2 separate regions of the Gossypium hirsutum genome follow, and region 1 is linked to region 2. Evidence: chromatin contacts called from public Hi-C data. All regions are on one chromosome and are shown on one strand. The core of a region is the stretch at or near the end of the contact, and the rest is flanking DNA. Distances in the headings are between cores, read along the strand shown. Region 1 holds the start of LOC107954842. Region 2 holds the start of LOC107934648.

The links. A called contact is a pair of places that touch in the nucleus more often than the background predicts.
Region 1: a contact with region 2 is called in a Hi-C map of leaf, with 1.9 times the contacts expected there. The contact joins the promoter of LOC107954842 here to the promoter of LOC107934648 in region 2. A contact is called at or near these places in 3 of 34 Hi-C or Micro-C datasets (callus and leaf).

What each region holds. Positions count from the first base shown.
Region 1 is chrA01:5,476,517-5,479,216 of Gossypium_hirsutum_v2.1, forward strand. LOC107954842 reads right to left here and starts at 1,348. Exons shown (of 2, transcript XM_016890531.2): 1 at 1,116-1,348; 2 at 416-813. The coding sequence starts at 1,323. The coding sequence ends at 677.
Region 2 is chrA01:5,332,958-5,335,657 of Gossypium_hirsutum_v2.1, forward strand. It overlaps LOC107934648, which reads left to right and starts at 1,393. Exons shown (of 2, transcript XM_016867127.1): 1 at 1,393-1,661; 2 at 1,976-2,338. The coding sequence starts at 1,408. The coding sequence ends at 2,138.

The DNA.
Region 1 (2,700 bases), core at 98-2,597, 140 kb after region 2:
CCTTAAACTTATTTTTTTTTTAAAAAAAATCACTAAATGTAGAAATAACTATTAATAAACTTTCTAGGAAAACAGAGCATCTGTATAAATATTTATCAAAGACATTGCTAGAAAGCAAAGCTTATGTTTATTTTAGTCAATTTAACAATGGTCTCTTCATCGAACGCGTCGCATATCCCTTAATAACTTTACTTTGATCTTTTTTAACTTTGTAACAACCTCTTTCATATGAAGCCTATCATTTGGAAACTCTGCAGAACATTCTAAGCCAACTTGCAAAATGGATAAGGCACAATTCTTGACTTTTAAATGTTCCCTTCCAATGGTGCTCAACAACTTGGGATCTACAACTTGATTTCGTGCCAGATGATATCGACTCTATTGTAGCACCCCAAATTTGCCAGGGCCCATGCAATGAAATAAACGAAATTTGTAAATTAAATAAATAAATGTCCATGTTGTAATGTCCAGTTTAGAAATGGGCCTAAAAGCCTGATGACTCAAGACCCATGTAGCCTAAGAACCCTATGCCCGGTTACACCCAACCCACAAATGGGCACGGCCCAAGGAGTCCCAAATTACAAACAGATGATGGAAGACCTAGGGTTTTTGAAACCCTAGGCACTGCAAACGCTAGAGGAAGGTTCCAGAATTTGCACCGCAGGCACGCCAATCTTCACACCCTTTTTGCGCCGTTCCAGTGACCGTCATCGTCACCTCCATCAGTGCCGTGATTCCAGGCTCTGTATTGCGTCGTGATTGGCGCACGGATCAACGCCAGCCCACTCCTCGCCGTGAGATCCTCGATGGTACCTGCAAAAAAGGAAAGAGGAACAGCAAAGACGAATGCAAATATGGCAAAAATCGAGTAGAGAATATACAAACCTGTAAATAGAGGCTATAAAAGCTGAATGATTTCACTGTAAAAGAGAGGCCTTTTTTTTTATACATACGAAAAATATATACAAAAGAGAACAGATATATGGATATTCATAGAAATTCAAGCAGTTTCTTTAAAAGGTGACTTTAGTTTCATATTCTGTTATCTATGGTTCAACATGTATGCGAGTTATTTTGGTGAAAAATTGGTATTTTAAAATGGGAAAAGGGGTTACCTGTGATTCGCCAAGGAAAGTGAAGGTTTTGAACCTTCCAAACCGTCGTGTACGGTGGCGCGTGTAGCGCGTGTAGCGCGTGTAGCGCGTGTAGCGCGTGGACGCATGAACCCGGTGACCGGAGTCTGGTCTGACAGAGGTCGGAGAAACCTGGAAAGGCTCTCCTATTCTCCTTTTCAGAGAACTTTCTTTTTTTTTTTAAAAACATGGAACCAAATGAATTTTCAAACTTTTTTTGTATTTATTGATAGCCCATACGACGTCATTTTAGAATGGTTGTTTAATAACCAAAACGACGTCGTTCCAAAGTGAGGATCCGCGCATTTTTTGTTTAAAGGGATAATTTCCCAATTGATCCTTCCGTATTTTTATGTTTTCTAAAATTCATTTTATTTTTATTTCAATCTGGTTCTAAACTTTTACATTTATTGTAATTTGGTCCTAATAGCCATTGTAAGACCTGTGCCGAGAACGATGTCGTTTTGGGGATTAGGGATAATTTCCCAGTGAGTCCCTCATTTCTAATGCGCATTTCAATTAAACCCCAAATTTTTATTTATTTGTAATTAGCCCTAGTTTTTTTTAAAAAATTTCGATCTTAGTCCTTTTTTATATATATTTAATTTATTTTCAAATACTATATGTATTATTATTTTTAAATATTAGTTATATAAAATAATGTATATTATTTTCATATTATATTATTATATACGTTTCTTATAAATTTTTATATGTATTTTTTAAACATTAGTTATATATATAAATAATGTATATTATTTTTATATTATATACGTTTTTTATATTATATATGCATTTTACTTTATATATTATTTATCTTACTATATTTATATATGGAAATTATTATATTATATCATTTTTAATTACTTATTATTTTATTTTATATCATTTTATTAACTGTTTATTATGTATAATTAAAATTTTAAATTATTACTAAAAATTACATTTATATATCATTATTTAGAGGTCAGTATATAATATTTTTTAAAAAAAGTATAAAATTTTGTTCCTATTCAATATGATGATTTGACCTTGAATTATTATATTATGTAATGTATTACATATAGTAATTATTTTTAAAAACTCTCCTTTATCATTTATACATTGCTCTAATATATTTTTTACTTCTTTTTTATTATTTTATTCGTTTTTTTTTTGTTTTTATGTTCATGATTTGTTTATTCACTTTATATTTTTTGTATTTATTGTTTTAACATGCTAATGCTATCTCACTAGCTATTTGTTGTTTACATGATTTGTTGTTTATCACGTTTGCATGAAAATTAATTGTTTATGTTGATTTAAGCTACAATTGCATGAAATATTGTTGTATATATATATTGCAATTTATATTGTTGTATTCATTATGCTCTACGTTGTATTTTGCATGTAACGATAATGCATGTATATTTATGTTATCTATGATCATATATGCATAAAATGATAATGTATATTGTGTCATTTATGCCATTATTCATCATTTTTTATTATATATGCATGAAATGTTAAAGTATATTGTGTGATTTATGTTGTATTTACCATTTTCTACATTATATTTGCATGAAAT
Region 2 (2,700 bases), core at 143-2,642:
GAATAATTATGCATAAATTTAAAACAATCGATGTGAGAGAGTAGTTCTAAGAATCAATTGATATACAACAATTTAAAACGAATGATATGTAAGATATTTGGATGTATATATATATAAGTGTGAAAATAACGTTAAAACACTTATGAATGAATAAGTAGAATTTAAAACAAAATCTGTAAAATAATTTGATCTTAAAATAAATCACAAAATAAGAACCACATAAAATCGTATATAGCATAGTAATATATAGATTAATTTTTTTTTAAAATGAACATTACGCAAACAAAGAAATAAGTAATATACAAAATAATATATATATCAATATGTTAATCTAGATAGATAGTACACATAAAATACAAATAATTTACTCTATAAGAAAAATATTTGGTAGTGTTTGAAATAAACAAATTTATATATAAATAATACTAGATGAATGTTTAAAGGATAAAAAACATGCATTGAAATAGGACCTCAAAAGGAGTACATTATATACATGAATAGATTTAACAAAAAAACATATATACATATGTGTAACCGTATAAAATAAATAACATATTTAAAATAATGTAGGGAAGCCTTAGGTCAATAATGAAACAATTTAAAAGTAAAGGGCACAACAAATTTTAAATTAATATGGAAAAATGGCTAGAACGTAAATATGTACATGTAGTGAAAGATAATTTAAATAATATGTAAAATATGAAAGGTCCTAAAAATATATATATATAACAGGATATATTCTTGAGATGTGAATTATATATATATATATAAATAGGTTTAAAAGGAACTATGTGTGTAAAAGTAACCATGGAATTAATAATATATTGAATAAAAACTAATTTGGCCATGGACTATGTATGCATAATATTATATATGAATATTTAAATGAAGTAATACACAAAATTTTTAAAACAATATGATAAAAAACTTTAAAATAAAGACTTTATATAAAAAAGGGGGTAATATTATCATGATAATTCAAAAAAGGTATGTATATACATATATATAAAAAAAATATTAAGTCGATTTAAAAAATAATAAACTATACAAATCAAATGGGCTCAATTAAAATAAAATTAAATTACAAGGATATTTAATAAATAAAATGCACTGCTGAAATTAAAGGGAGGACTAAAGCGCAATGCGCGCAGACGCACGGGGACCAATACTGGCAATATACCAGATCCCAAAACACTGCGTTTAGGCGTGGGTTACATTGAAATGCTACGCGAATTCTAGGAAAAATTTAAAAATAAAGAAAATGTGAACGGGGCCTAATTGAACACTAACGCGAAAGGGGAAGGACCAACGCGAAAAAATCCCCATTTTTGCAGAAACGCGCGGATCCTAGGAGAATCCGGGTCGGGTCATCGGGTCACACACCAAACGGTGTCATTTTGAGGCATTATGGAATTGAACGAAACGACGTCGTTTCCTCGTTACCATAAATGCCTAAAATTTTTTTACCCTCATTTGAACCCTAGATCTAAAAAAAATGAGAGCTCTCCCACTCTTCTCTGCCTAGCCGACTCCAAGGATTCATCAGTGCCAAACGCACCTCCTCCCCGTCACGGTTCAAGGCTCGAGAATAAAGGAAGCAAGATGCGCCCCTCGGTCCGAATCCACGCAGGAGAAAGGGTCTCCGATGGCCGAAACCGAAGGTAGGTTCCTTCCCTGATCTCAAAAGGTAACCTTTTTTCGCTTTCTTTTTGAATATCTATATATATGTGTGTTATATTCGAAACTGGACTTGCAAAGGAAATGAGAAAACAGAACAGAAAGAAACACTTTGATTCTTTTTTGTATTCGATTGCTCTTCCTTTTTTTTTGTATAATATGCGTGTATTGTGCCAGTCCCCCCTTTACAATGATCCCCTAGGGCTTCTATATAGCCAAAATAATAATAATAAAAAAGAAAAAGAAAAATACAATTGTTTTTGTTCTTTTCTGTTGTTGTTGCTGTCCATTTTTGCAGGTACGGAGAAGGCCAGCTGGCGTGCGGTGCGGCGTGCGGTGCTGCGTACGGAGGTACGGAGAGGCCTTGGGGCTGTACGGCGGCTGAAGGCTGCAGCGCAAAGGTGGAAACCCTAGGGTTTCCTGTTGGTGTTTTGATTTTGGGCCTTGTATTTCTAGGCTAATACTTAGGTTATAATTAGGTTAATTTGGGCCCTTTTTTTGATGTGTAAATGGACTTGGACTGTTTTATTATTTGGATTTTTTTTAGCTTTATTATTTATTTTAATTTTTGTTTTTCTTCGGGCCCGGGCAAATTTGGGTCCTTACATGTATGATGTTTAAACATGAAGTGGAACAAGAGAAGTAGTCAAAGTTCCAACAATCTCCCCTTTGATATTTTGACAAAACTAACAACAAATAATTAGCTTTTAATCCAGACAAGTCAAGTATGAACTATGAAAGGAACAAGAATATGTTTTTACCTAAGAGGTAGAACCATGATCGAACATACACTCCTCATATCAACAACCAAGTTTATTTGTTCATCAGGTAATCAACCAAGAAAGTGCCAAAGTCATCAAAGATAAATTCAAGATGTAGAGCATGACATATAAGCTAAACAAAACAAATATCATAACCAACATAAATTAGGATGATCAAATTAGAAAATACTCTTACCAAGAGATTTTCATTTTTTGAAACAAATCTTTCATCCAAAGTCTCTACATTGTATTTGATTTTCAA